Regions from separate parts of the Ovis aries genome. Here region 1 is linked to region 2. The links are chromatin contacts, called in public Hi-C maps. All regions are on one chromosome and are shown on one strand. Each heading gives the region's core, a stretch centred on a gene start, on an enhancer-like site or on the middle of the called end of the contact. The rest is flanking DNA. Distances are from core to core; before and after follow the strand shown.

What was found. A called contact is a pair of places that touch in the nucleus more often than the background predicts.
Region 1: a Hi-C map of liver shows a contact between it and region 2, with 2.3 times the contacts expected there. The contact joins the promoter of SPG7 here to the enhancer-like site in region 2. A contact is called at or near these places in 4 of 16 Hi-C or Micro-C datasets (liver, mesenteric adipose tissue, muscle and 1 more).

Annotation. Positions count from the first base shown.
Region 1 is chr14:14,005,614-14,012,936 of ARS-UI_Ramb_v3.0, reverse strand. SPG7 (SPG7 matrix AAA peptidase subunit, paraplegin) reads right to left here and starts at 1,476. Exons shown (of 15, transcript XM_060397913.1): 1 at 1,265-1,476. The coding sequence starts at 1,447.
Region 2 is chr14:13,894,807-13,901,912 of ARS-UI_Ramb_v3.0, reverse strand. ANKRD11 (ankyrin repeat domain containing 11) reads left to right here. Exons shown (of 13, transcript XM_027977756.3): 4 at 1,521-1,659. Among named protein-coding and RNA genes, the nearest start is that of TRNAY-AUA, 26 kb to the left of the region's middle. Within about 2 kb of position 5,257, at least 1 of the 54 cell types and tissues checked has an H3K27ac peak or open chromatin away from gene starts, as enhancers often do. A contact at or near this core is called in liver, where this site is marked.

The sequences.
Region 1 (7,323 bases), core at 227-2,726, 110 kb before region 2:
AGTATTGGAGTTCAGCTTCAGCATCAGTCCTTCCAATGAATATCAAGACTGATTCCTTTTAGGATGGACTGGTTGGATCCCCTTGCGGTCCAAGGGACTCTCAAGAGTCTTCTCCAACACCACAGTTCAAAAGCATCAATTCTTCCACACTCAGCTTTCTTTATAATCCAACTCTCACATCCAAACATCACTACTGGAAAAACCATACCCTTGATTAGATGGACCTTCGTTGGCAAAGTAATATCTCTGCTTTTTAAAATGCTGTCTAGGTTGGTCATAACTTTTCTTCCAAAGAGTAAGCGTCTTTTAATTTCATGGCTGCAGTCATCATCTGCAGTGATTTTGGAGGCCCCCCCCCAAAATAAAATCTGCCACTGTTTCCCCATCTATTGCCATGAAGTGATGGAACCGGATGCCATGATCTATAGTTGTCCTCAGACTCAGAAAGGGTGTAGAATAGGATTATGATATGAAATTGGTTCTCAACTTATGGTAAAATACAATAATACATTACAACCTAAAATGCGAGGGTTGGGGTCCTAAGAGAGGGCTAAAAAAATCAGTGAAAAAAGCATTTAGGGTCTGCTTCCAGAGTGAAATGTTAACATTAACAGGGCCTGGAACACAGCCTTCACACAGAGGGTCAGTGAATTTGTGTCCATAACATGTCAAGCTACATGATAAGAATAAAATACAGTTACAGTGCTCACATGAAAAACCGCTCAGAGCAATTGGAAGGCACTAGAATTCATCCTGGAGTGATCTGATCTATATGACTGCAAATAATCCTCTGCTAGATATCAGTGAAACTCTTAGTCGATTCAATTTCAAAACACCAAGAAAACGGGCAAAAAATATCAATGTACGAAACAAGTGCTGTTGTTTAGTCGCTAAATCCTTGTGACTCTTTTGCGACCCCATGCGACCCCGTCAGGCTCTTCTGTCCATGGGATTTCCCAGGCAAGAATACTACAGTGGGTTGCCAGTTCCTTCTCCAGAGATCTTACCCACCCAGGGTACCATCCTGCATTGGCAGGCTGGTTCTTTACCACTGAGCCACCAGGGAAGAACGAAACAAGTGCTAGAGAAGTCCAACTGTGCGGCCTCGCTCCCGGTTTCTCCCTCGGGCTGCCCGCCGGCCTCGCCGCCCGCCTCTCCTCCGGGTTGCAGGTAGGAGCTGCCTCTCGGAAGACGAAGCCGAAGCGGCGGAGAGCATCTTCCACATTACCATTCCAAACGCCGCTGCCGGAGGCCCGTACATTACCTGCAGGGCTCGGCCACCAGGCCCGACGAGGCCCATCGGAGGCCTGTGGACGACATACGGCCACCTCCACTTGGCCCCGGAGGAGCAGCCTGGGTTCCAGCCCGAGTAGGGGCACCGCAGCCTCCCCGGCCCCGGTCCCGGCCCCGGGCGGAGAGCGCGCAGCAGCAGCCGCGCGGCCGCCATGTTGACCCGGAAGCTGCGCCTGCGCTACTGGGGAGGGAGGCGGGGGTCGGGGGGTGGGGTGTCTCCGCGGGGCGCCTGCGCGGTCGGGCCTCTTCCAGTGAGGCCTGTCAAGCCTTGCTACTCCGCGATCGGGTTCCGTGACCGAGCGATCCGCTGCAACTCTAATCCCACTGGGATTCTTTGGCGGGTTTGAACTGCCACTTTGTACTGCGAGTACAAGCGCTGCGAGTAGAACTGCAGCCTGGTGGGCCCCGAGTCGGGGCATCAGACGCCGCGCTAGGTCGCGGCTCCCGGGAGGACTTGGCCCAGCGGGTCCAGGGGCTGCGGAGGGAGCCCGGGAGCCCGAAGGGAGCAGACGTGCGTAGATGGTGGGGCCCGCCTGAGGCCCTGACCCCGACTTCGGGCCCGAATCCTGACCCCCAACTCCAGCCTCAGATCCAGACTCTGAGTCCGACTCCCACCTAGACCCGGGCCCCTGACCCCTGACAGTCTTGGCGCGAGGAGAATGCTGCGGAGGGGAGAGTTTCGCTCTCCCGGGCTCTAGCTGCAGAGCCTGCCCCGCTGGTGCCCCAAGGGCCCTGTATACCGAGAGGAAAAGGAAAGGGCTTAGGGTAAGAGCAAGTACTTCAGGGTAGCTGAGCCAGCTCCCAGGCGTGAGCGGCCGGCAGTCTTGTCCTACAGATGCTTAATTTTGAAGAGGTAACCGTCGCCTCCACTATTCTTTTCTCCTGAAGACAGGCCGACCCCCTCTGGAAGTCATGCCTAGCTCTGGAGACCAGGATCATGGCCTAGGAGACTGTAGTCCACTCACTCCATCCCTGGGAGAAGGGGAGGAGTCTGTGGTTTTATCCCTGGCGGACCCCAGGCTCCCTTAGGTCTGGTGCTGGAGTGCTTAGAGTACTTAGCCCTGAGACTGCTGACTGTACGGTGACTTAAGTTTGTTTCTGTGTTTTTCTGTATTCCCCAAATTCCTAAGGTCATTAGGCAATAACCGTTCTTACTGAGTGCTAGCTGGGGCTTGGCTCTGTAGCAGGCATTCTTTTAATCCTCACAAATGTGAGAAGTAGATACTTTTACATCTGTTTTACAGATAAGGAAACAGACTCGGCACTTTAAAGTGACTTCTCCGAGGTCACAGCTAAGAACTGATGCACAGAGTTTCAGAGCTGGTCTGACTGGTTTCAGGGCCTATGCTCTCCACCCTATGGCTTTGTGTGTTACAGCAGTAACATGTATGATGTAAAAGTCCTGAAGCTCAGAAGGTTTAGGGACATTGTTTTAAATGCAGAGTTTTGATTATTGGTCCTCGGCTCCAGCAGCCAGGTTCTTGTGTGTGGCGAGGGGCTGACCCTGACCTGCACATCTGGACTGCTTCCCTTTCTCACTTTCTCTTTTCACAGTCCATCCATCCTCCCTGGTTTCCTCCTTCACTGTTTTTCTTTCTCTGGTCCCACCCACATTCTGCCGTCCACTCCCCCTAGACCAGTCCCGTGACCATGATCATGACCAGGCTTCCGAGAGTGGTTTCTTGCACCCTTGCACCCTATTGAAGCTTATGCAATGCTGCCCTGACAGGAAGTGACCCAGCCCCGCCCTACCCCGGTTCCCTCCTCACCCAGACCAGAGAATGCGTGACTCAGAGCCTCTAACAAATTTGAACGTGTTTGGGGATAGTGTAAGATGCAGTCTCATTAACATTGCTTGAAATAAAAAGCGTTATTGGAATCTAAGCTCTTTTCAGGAGATTCATCTGAAAGCAGTGCAGGGTGATGGCAGGAGTTGAGCTCTGGAGAAAGCGTGCTGGCTTTTTGCCCTTCTGAGCCTCAATTTTTTCATCAGTAAAATGGAGATAAAATTATCTGCAGAGCCAGGCTGATATTGGGTGTCCCTCAAGTTTGTTGTAAAGATAAAATGCAACTGAAGTGAAAGCACCCAGGATGTCATGGGAAATGAGTTGCTGGGAAATATTAATTCACTCGTCTAAACACATTTACTGAATAACTGTGCTTTGAGAGCTGGCTGTGACCCAGCCTCAGGTAGGAGGTGGAACTTGACTCTGAACCCTGTCCTGCTCAGTCCCACCTCTGCAGTGGCCTTGTGGACGGGTGTTTAGTTAGAGGACTCAGATGCCCTGTGGCCTGGACTCTGGAAGAGAAGGGGGTGGGGGTGGGGGTGGCTTCAGCTGATCTGGCTCCTCCCAGGCCCCACTCCTGAGTCACCGCCTTCATTTTCCTGAGCCCTTCCTGTTCTTCACCTGCTCTCTCTGTTCTTTCTGTACCTTGTGACTTCTGTTTACTCATTTCGACTTCCTCAGCCCTCTGAACCCTGTGCACATCAGGACCTTTGGGCTCAGCTCCCTTTAATTGTGTGAGAGGTGATCTCATGGTGAGCTGGCTCTGACCGGGGCATGTCAAGGTTGCTGTATCACCTCCCAGACACCTCACACAAAGCAGGGCCTGGCGGGGGGGGGGGGGGGGGGTGTGTGTGGAAGGTAGGGGTTGGGGATTAGGGGTGGCAGGAAGGGCAAGGGAGCAGGCAGGGCACTCCACCTCCCCGTGCTTGCTGGATTCCTGGGGCTTCAGGCAAGCTTTCAGGGGATGTCGCTCTGTTGCCTTGTCTGTAAAACAGAGATAATAGTTTTGCAGTCTGGGGACAGAAGTTGATCTTTGGGGCCATTTTTGGTATTAATATCTAACTTTGTTATTAATATCAGAGCAAATAATTATTTGCTTCTTCCTAACTTAGGTAGCTTGGCAGCAGCTGAAGCAAAGTGCTAAACTTAAAAAAAAAAATCACAGGTCTGACAGGGATCTACTGTACAGCACAGGGAACTCTGCTTAGTATCTTATAATAACTTATAATGGAAAAGAATCTGGAAAAAATGCATATATCTATGTATGTATGGCTGAATCAGTTTGCTCTACACTTGCAACTAATACATTATAAATCAACTACATTTCAATCAAAGTTTTTAGAAAAAGGACTAGTTGATTCCACACTTGGCCTGACCTTGGAGCCCGTAGGCTGTCACACAAGGTCATGGCTGTACCTGTGCCCACGGTGGCAAGCTTCTGGCTGAGGCTGTCTTGCTGCTTTGAATGACCTGGGCTACAGCTGAGTTTTTGGCTAATGTTAGGATGTCATTTACAAAATAGACTCCCCTGTGGAATGATTGAATAAAATTGTCATCTCTCTGAACTTTGGTAAATTTTGGTTCTGAACTTGACATCTTTCTTAGGAAACAATTCTTTTTCGTATGGCTCATTATTGTGTTTTGTATATCACATGTACAACAAGATTTTGTAATGTTCGATTTGTTCTTGAAAGGGTAAAAGTCCTTGGGACTTCCCTGGTGGTCCAGTGGCTAAAACTCCGTTCTTCCCATACAGGGGGCCTGGGTTCGATCCAAGATCCTAGATCCTGATGAAACTAAAAGTTGGCATCTGCAACTAAAGATTCTGCATGATGCAACTACAAAAAAAAAAAAAAAAAAGGATTCCACATGTCACAACAAAGATCAAACAACCTGCGTGCCACTGCAAGTAAGACCTGGAGCAGCCAAATAAATATTTATTGAAAGAAAGGGGAAGACTCCATTATTACCAGCAGAAAACCTGTCCAGGAGTTTGCACATGACTAGGTAGCTACGTGTCCCCCAGTGGTTCTCAGTATGTGTATGTAGGAGGGCCTGGAAAGGGCAAGTCTGTGTCACTTCTCAGAGATCAACAGCACATGCCAAATTCATTAAAGTAACCACTTGCTCTGTTGATTGTATTAGATGCCTATTGCTATGTAACAGATTACCCTAAACTCAGCAAGTTAGAGCAACCAGTATTCAAGGCCTCACCACTCCTCAGTGTTTGGCTGGCTCTGGCTCAGCCATCTCACCAAGATGCAGTGCACATCACACCCAGGGAAGCAGTCATTTGAAACTTGCCAAGCTGCCAAGGGGATGCCCTTGCCTGGCTCCTGGCTGGCCGGTGGCAGCTGCTCCTCACCATGTGACTCTCCATGGGTTTCTCAGGTGACGTGGTGACATGTGGCCCAGTCATCCCAAGTGTGTGAAGTCCAGGGGGCAAGGGTCATCAAGGGCCAGCTTGGAGGCTGCTGCCTGCAGTAATGACTGGAGATGCCTGCTGTTCATACCTGCTTGCAAAGCCTGACCGCTGGGTTCCTCACTGCCCCATTGGTGGCCCTAGCCCTTTGTCACACTAGTCACCACACGGGTTAGTTCATGGACATTCCCCAAGTCCTTCCTTAGGACTCGTAACCTTTTTTTTCGGCTGAGACACATGGCTTGTGGGATCTTAGTTCCCTGATCAGGGACTGAACCGGTGTCCTAGCAGTGAAAGTGCTGAGTTCTAACCACTGGCAAGTCCCAGGACTTGTATGTGAAGATGAGGAGCAGCCCGCCTTTGGGTTATGGAGGAGACGTGTGTGTTGACAGGGCTGCCAGCACTCTCCCGGCTGTGGTTGGAGTGGGCATTCCCTTGTTACGAGCCAACCCTTTTCCTACAGTGTGAGTTTGCAGTGGATTTTCCATCTGTCCAAGTTGGGGTTTGTCTGTCCAGTCCTTTAGCCACTGGGGAGACACAGCCGGACAAGTGAGGTTCACCTCTGTGCCCCGGCACCATTGCAAAGCACTGTCTGTGTCCAGTTACCAGGAGAGAGGGACCTTGTTTAGATGTGCAGTTTATAGCCTGTATCTGAAAGTCACTGGCTTGATATCCCTCTGGTCCTGTGGATTACTTGTTAAGGAGATGATGAAACAGTGGAAGACAGAAGGCTTCGCTGCTCTGGGTTTGGTCTCCCAGGAGCTCCTGTTGGACATGCCCTGCGGCCAACAGATTTCTCTGGGATCCTGTAGCCACTGGTCAGATTGTGTGCTCATAACACCCAGCTAACAGTTCCCTTCGACCCCTCCATTTCATCTGCTGCACAGAGCACACCATCTCCCTGAAGGAGAATGGTCCTAGGCCTCTATGCCCTTCCATACTAAGACAGAGTGTTCCTTGGCTGGTTCTGGATCCCAGAGGTCTGTGGCCATTATGACTTTTCAACACATCAGTAGTGGGCTTGCCTCTGTAGGTGTTCCACAAACCACACTGAAGGTGGACAGTTCAGTTCAGTCGCTCAGCTGTGTCCAACTCTTTGCCACACCATGGACTGCAGCACATAAGGCTTCCCTGTCCATCATCAGCTCCCAGAACTTGCTCAAACTCATGTCCATTGAGTCAGTGATGCCATCCAGCCATCTCATCCTCTGTCATCCCCTTCTCCTCCTGCCTTCAGTCTTGCCCAGCATCAGGGTCTTTTCAAATGAGTCAGTTCTTTGCGTTAGGTGGCCCAAGTATTGGAGCTTCAGCTTCAGTCCTTCCAGTGAATATTCAGGACTGATTTCCTTTAGGGTGGACTGGTTGGATCTCCTTGCAGTCCAAGGGACTCTCAAGAGTCTTCTCCAACACCACAGTTCAAAAGCATCAATTCTTAAGTGCTTAACTTTCTTTATAGTCCAACTCTCACATCCATACATGACTACTGGAAAAACAGCCTTGACTTGATGGACCTTTGTTGGCAAAGTAATGTCTTTGCTTTTTAAAACGCTGTCTAGGTTGATCATAGCTTTTCTTCCAAGGAGCAAGTGTCTTTTAATTTCATGGCTGCAGTCACCATCTGTAGTGATTTTGGAGCCCAAGAAAATAAAGTCTGTCACTGTTTCCATTGTTCCCCCATCTCTTTGCCGTGAAGTGATGGGACCGGATTCCATGATCTTGGTTTTTTGAATGTTGAGTTTTAAGCCAACTTTTTCACTCTCCTCTTTCACTTTCATCAAGAGGCTCTTTAGTTCTTCTTCACTTTCTGCCATAAGGGTGGTG
Region 2 (7,106 bases), core at 4,008-6,507:
AGATCAGGGTTTGGGGGGACTCTGCTCTGACTGGAGGAGCCACCTCCCAAGGCTGTTGTCCGGCTGGGCGCCCCCACCCACGGCTGTGCTAGAGTGGAGGCACTTTAAGTGCATGCTCGTATTCTTTTGCTCATTAAAAAAGTGGTTTTGTTTTTCAGCAGTTGTGATTATAGGTATTCTCGCCTTGAACCCTGTCTTTTGTAGCGGAGTCTGTGTCAAGTGAGGACACCCTTCTCACAGTGACCTGGGCGGTGGTGTCAGGACGACTCAGGCCATTTCTGCAGTTGAGAAGGTCGTGATTTCTGTACTTTATTTTCTTAATGTGAATTACATTCATTTTTCAAATGTTTTGAATTTCTGAAACATTTTGATTTGGATTATCTTTTTTCTGTCTAAAGATGAGAGTCATCGGCTGGGCCAGGAGTTTCTTGGTGGGAAGGTGCTGAGGCTTCTCGGGCTTAGCTGGTGGGTCTGCTCTCCGGCGGGGGTGGGGTGCAGGTGGGGACAGGCGGGCCTGTATTGGGCCTTGCTTGCAGGCCCCTCTGCACACTCCAGATGCCCTTGCAGCTTGTGGTGTGCTTTGGCAGGACCCCTGGTCACTGAGGGTGTCTTGTTACCTCCCGAGACCGGAGGGCTGTTGGGGCCCCAGGAGACGAGGCTGTGCAGCGTTCAGGCCTCGGTGTACCCTGCCAGTATCACCTGAGTGCCTCAGTGTTGCGAAGGTGGTGTGTGTGGGGAGGATTCCAGAAAGAAAGCTTGCCGCTGGGGAAGGGAGCCGCATGGCGGTAGCAGTGCTGTCTTCCATGTCAGCGCGAGCCCAATGGCCTGTGCGGCGCCCTGTGGGCCAGTGAGCTGGGCACTGCGTAGTCGGAGGTGCCACCGAGTGTGCCCCGTCCCACCCCACTTGCAGGGCTCTGCGTGCTGCTCTTTCTGGGTGGGGCCTTGTGGAGTCTGAGCCCTCCACCCCTCCCACGAGGCAGGCATCACCTCCGGTTCTGCAGATAGTGACACCAAGGCAGACGCGTGACTGAACTTCCCAGGATGGGGCTGGATTGGGCTTCTGGGCCCTTAGCCTGCCGGGAGGCCAGCAGGGCTGGGAGTGATGACCACACCCCACCACCGTCCAGGCCAGCTCCTGCGCTGGGGTGGGCCGCCCACCCTGGGGCCCCCCGCAGGGTCACAGGCCTGTAGTGAGGCCAGAGATGACAGGGGGCTGCCCGTGGGCAGGAGGAGAGACCAGGCTTCACGCAAAGGGGAGCCCATTGTCTTGGGCAGACATGCTTCTGTCCAGTGGGAGGCTTTACAGCGCACAGTGGGCGCCATTAGTCAAGCCTCTCTGAAGGTATGCTTGCTCACCTCCGAGTCCATCCCACGAGCAGTGCCATGGGTGGTGGGTAGAAGGCTCCGTTGCCAAGTATGAGGTGTGTTCTCCTGACACAGGAAGTGAAGTCCTTGTAGATGTGAGGACATTGAAGCTTTAATTTGGGGACGCTGTCTGAAGGTGTTACTTTCTCTTCCAGGACAAAGATAAAGTTTCTCTAACCAAGACCCCAAAGCTGGACCGCAGTGATGGTGGGAAGGAGGTGAGAGAGCGCGCACCCAAGAGGAAGCTGCCCTTCACCGCGGGGGCCAATGGAGAGCAGAAGGACTCGGACACAGGTACCGCGCTCGCCCACCCTCGCAGCCTGGGCTCCGCGCTGACTGCGGGGGCCCTTCTTGAGGGCCTGGGAGGGGTGCTGGGCGAGACTCTTTACTGATGGCAGGGTGACTGGGAGCCAATAGGGAAGGTTTCCTGCAGAGAATCGCCCCGGCCCAGGGGCCTCCCGTGTTGTCCACCGTGTGTGTGTGACCACCAGCTCCTCTTCCTCTGAACTCCCAGGCACCTGCACTCTGTTCAGCCTCTGGAGAGCTTTACATGGGAGGATAAATGGGTTCCCCTCAGGGCTGCCGACGCACATGAATTAACCCAGTTGTTTGAAGTAAAAGCCAAAGGGTACTGTGAAATGGGCAGAAGCGAGTGCCGTCTTCCCTCACGTGCGGTGGAGCGCATGCAGGAGGACCGGAGACCGCCGCGTGGTGCCCGTGCTTCCAGGGCTGTTCCGTCTTGAGCTGCACAGGGACGAGCTGGGTCCAGGCAAGAACCTGGCCCCACTGCTGGTCAGCTCACTCCTCTCCTCTTGGCCCTGGGGCTGGAGCCTTCCCAGCCTGCCGATCATCTGAGGGCAGGCCCCTGAGCCAGGGGCAAGCATGGGCGAATCCATGGCGCCGTGAGGGGTCTTGCTTCCACCTGCTGTGTGAGAATTTGCATCAGCTCACAGGACAAGTACAGGCACAGAAATGAGACAGACGGGAGAAAGTTGGGAGAAGTGGCAGAGGGAGAAGCCTGAAAGGAGTCTCTTTCCTCCTCAAGCTCCTGCACAGGCACCGCCCCCCCACAGGCGGCCCCCCCCCCCCCCCGCCCCGGCCAGCATGTGACCCCTGGGCTCCCAGCCCTGAGTAAGCACATGGGCTCATGCGCTGCAAGCGGGTGGTGCAGGGTGGTGGAGTTGGTGGTGCCAGCTGGGGTACGACTGGGTTACTGGGAAGGTGGTCCAGCCTCCATGAGGTCCTTCACAGGGAGTCATCGGCATCCTCTCAGGAATCCTCTGGGTCAGGCGTGGTGCAGAGGACACAGGCTGGCCCAGACACGTGCTTAGGCTTGAGCGCCTTGGCCAGTCCTGGTCTGTGCAGGGCGCAGTGTTGCTGTTTGGTTTCAGGCTTCTTGGATGCTGGGCATCTGCAGTTCAGTGTTATCCTGCAAGGCCTTCCTGTCACTCACAGGAAGACTGCTGCCCCAGGAGGGGGCGGCCGGGGGCTGGGAGCACCTCAGCATGAGGCCTGTGGGGTGACTGCAGAGGCCCAACACAGAGCACTCACCCTCCTCCTGGTCATCATCGCCCATTTGGGGACGGGTCCTACTGGACCAGTGACCCTTCAACAGCAGGGTATGAGCTGCCTGTGACCCCTAGGGGCCCACCGCGCAGCTCTGTTACCTGTTTGGTTTGTTCATGGGGCAAACCAGACTCCAGTAACAGGGAGTGTCATGTCCTTCGAGTCAGTACTGAGCACCTCACCCGCAGCCCTGGTCACTGACCCGTCTGCCTTTCCTGGTGAGCAGCCATCTGGGCAGGATTATGTCCTCCCCGAGAGGCCAGGGGCTGTGGTCATCCCCATCCCTGCCCGCTGCAGCCGGGGCTCCCTCTTGCGTGCCTGCGTCCCTCCAGCGCCCTCTGCTGGGAGATGCAGCCTGGTTCCAAGCTACCAGCGGCGTCTCCTCAGCTGTGCCCCAGACCCCCGCCCCCTGCCCCGGGGGCTGGCCTGCTGAGAACATGCACCCAGGACAGTGTGGAAGGGGCATCCTCCTGCCCGCTGCCGTTGCCCAGTGCCAGTCTTGGTGGGACTGGGACCTGCTTCAGATTATTCTTTTTTTTTTTCTCCAGAGCTTAACTCTACACACACCTACCTGACCACCACACAGCAGCCTTCCTGCTTAGTCTCACGACGGTCTCACTCCCTCCACCCGGGGACATAGGTGGCTGCACGTGGCTTCCTTGAGGGGCAGGGCCTGCTCTGGGGGGATGTGCTGGGCTCTGAAGTTTTGAGAACATGCCCTGCTGAGTGCTGGAGGCCACTTGTGTGACCACACAGGCGCTTGGCCACCTGCTGGGCATGGACCAAAGCAGGTGGCTCTGAGAGCCACCCATGCCATGACCCTGGAGTCCTCAGGACCCCAGTGAGAGCAGGACTGGTGTGGGGTACTGGCCAGCTCCATCTCGGGCTGAGTCTGGAGGGTGTGGCTGGGCCCACTTGGTCTGGGTCAGGTGGCTGCTCTGCCTACTGGTCGCCAGGGTTTGGGGATGGGGGCCTGAGGGGTGCTTGGAGGCCTCCAGATGGGCTGGACCAGCAGAGTGGGTGGCCCGTCCGTGTGTTGCTGGAGTCCTGGTTCAGTTTGCAGGTGTTGCTGGAGTGAAAGCTGGGGTTGGTGATTGGGAAGCCCTGCTGTTGGTCCATTCATGCTAGCCTTACCTCACAGACCCTGGCCTCCTGATCACGCTCTGTCGCCCTTGCCAGGCGCTAAAGAAGCCTTAGTCAGGAATGGGGAGGAGAAAGACTGCCCCCCACGTGCCCCCTCAGGTCAAGGACGTACTGAAGGCCCCCAGGTCTCCTTTTCGCTGGTCAGTGATGGTGATTTGCTTTAAACTAAAGGAGACACCAGGAAACCGGAAGGAAGCAGGTCCTCACTGCAGCCTGAAAGACAGGCCTGTGGTGGCCCGGGGCACCAGAGGGCTGGAGCGTGACAGGCGGACCCGTCACGTGTGGACAGTGCCCAGGCTGGCTGCTTGGTCAGGAGCCTGTCTGTGACTCTGTCCTGCATGGTGGACCGTGTGCTTCTGAGACCAAGAGATAGGACACTGTCAGGATGGCAGGTCCTGGCACTGACCCCACCTCCTGCCTGCTCCGACTGAGCCCTGTGACTTCGTGGGGACTGTGGATGCCCACCCACCCTTCAGGGCAGAGTGTAGGTGGTGGTGACATCTGAGAGGGTCATCAATTCCCCACTGTTGTGCCAAACCAGTCTCCAGAGAGGCTCCTCTGCTGGGAAGCCTAGGACTGTGTGATGATGGGGACTCACCCTGTGCCGCAGACACAGGCTTCTGGTGGCAGCGACAGGCTGAGGACAGCCTGCCTGCTGTATGATACCTTGGGCTGGAGGACGCCATCCTTCGCTCAGGGTCCGTGTGATCTCCCAGGCTCGTGCCATCCTGCCCCTGCGGGATGGCCTCTGCTGGAAACAGCTGTTGTCCACTCTGTCTGGAGAGGTGGAAGCGAGGACAGACCCCCAGGTGGCAGCAGCAGGAGGGGCTGCACAGGGAAGCCGGCTTGAGATCAGATGGCGTCCTGGAGAGGACGGGGCTCCCGCACTGGGAAGCCACACAGGCAGCAGGCGGTGAGCCCTCCCAGTGCTGGCACCCTCGCTGAGGCGCAGCAGGGAGCTGGGGCATCCAGCCTGGCTCTGGAAGAACACACAGTCGCCCAGTGGCTGTGCAGGTGTGAGAACGGCCCACTTAGAGTGTCAGGTAGAACCGGGGGATGTGGAGGCGGAGGCATCTGCAAGCTTGCCCGAAAGCCAGAGGTGGCCCTGGTTTCACAAGGTCTTCTCGAAACTCTGCGTCCTTGCTGTCAGTTCTGCTGGGGTCAGGGAGCACAACTCTGCATGCCAAGTTATGAAACAGAGGTGCTCAGGGCTGCTCTCTCCACAGCCCCAGCTGGGCAGTTGTAGGGGGAGCAGAGCCATTTTCCAGAGGCCTCTTGGGACACCAGCGAAGGCCTGAAGGCTGCTGGAATCCTTGCAGCTGCGGCTGGGTGACCACGTCCCAGGAAGAGATGATAAATCTGCGCCGACTTCACAGAGGACCAGCAAGATGACCAAGCTTGAGACTCAGGGTGTCAGGTCACATAGTCATGCTTTCCTAGTGGTGAGGGGACATTCAGCTCACGAGACCACCCCCTCATCAGCCTGGGAAGAGGCATGTCTCCATAGAAGCGGGGCACGGCGCCTCCAGCCCCCGCACATCACCCCCTGGCCTGCCCTTGCTGCTCACACGCACCTGTCAGTATCCATGTCTCTTAACTTGGCACCTGCCATCTGGGCTTCTGTAGGTTCTGTTTTGCTTCTGGGTGGATGTAAGAAACAAAACCGTAGCAGAGCACCAAGGGGAGTGGCCACTGCCTGGGACACTTCCTCTGCCGTGTCCTTGTGGTCGTCACACAGGGCAGGAAGGAGGCTTTGCAGGTCTTTCTGGGGTGGGCGTGTGCTGACAGGACATGGCGGTCAGGCAGGTGGGCCCTCCTATGGCGCCAGCACCCCAGCCTCCACTCCTCTGTGGCCAAGCTTCCGGGGGTGCCCACTCCATCCGGGACTCGCAGCCCAGCCAGACGTGGGCTCCTCTAGATACTGGCACCCGCTGCACCTGTAGAAAAAAACTGCACTTCAGTGTGGAGAAGCCAGCATCTCAGGAGATGGGATTACATTTAGGGGTTCCTTTGTGTTAAGCCTTGGGAAACCTCCACCTGTGGGGTGAGAGCTCCTCACACCCGGCACCTGAGGACTCCTGCTGGGGTGCCTCAGCCCTCCAGCTCTCCCATCCCCTAGGGTGGGGTCCTGCCTGCCATGTGCTTGGTCTACCTGTGGGTGGCCTTCGTTCTTCCTGAGACTGCAGGCCTGGGTCCCCAGGGCCCTGCCCTGCAACTGGGGTCAGTGTCTGGGCAGCAGGTGCTTCTCAGCTGCCACTAACAGCTGTGCAGGTGGAGCCCTCGAGGCGCACCCCGGCCCTGGGTGTCACTGCCTGCACAGCCACTTGAAGACAGAGTCAGCTGTGGCCCTTCTGCCAGGTTTCTCTGGTGTCTTACAGTCATGGGCACGGCCTCTGTCCCGAAGACCTCTGTGCAGCAGGAGAGGAGTGGTACTGGTCTGTGTGCTTCCAGGGTGACCTCGCGAACTTGGCAGGGCAGCCTGGTGGGAGGCTGTGCTTCTGTTCTTGTCTCTGGGGAATTCGCGTCTGCATTGTCCCTCGGCAGGAGCCCTTGGGAGGCCACACACCTCGATTGTCTGAGGCCCTTCGGGACTCGGGTTCTGACACCCAGGGCCGCCCTTCCATGTTGTGAGGCTGTGCCCAGACAGATCCGTGTGGCTGCTCAGTTGTGGCGTAGCTTCTGGGCCGGGCCCTGCGGCTTGACTGCTGTCCACCATGGCTTCATTTCTCAGGACTCCTTGGAGCCACCAGGTCCCTGCTCTGCCAGCTGTGCCCGGTGCAAGGCTGGGTCCCCTGCGCCGCCCCCTCCTCACTGCCTTCACAGCTTGTGGGGAAGCAGGGCTCTTGGTCAACGATAAGGAGCATCTTTTCTGAATTTCCTTTCTTGGGCCTCTGCCTTGTGGGATAGTTAAAAATCAGTAGTTGGTGGGGTAGCCTGGGGAGTGATCACATAAGACACAGATGAGCACTGTCAGCAAGTCACAGCTGTAGTTTTTATAAACAAGCAGTTTAAGGAAGTAGCAGTGAAAACTC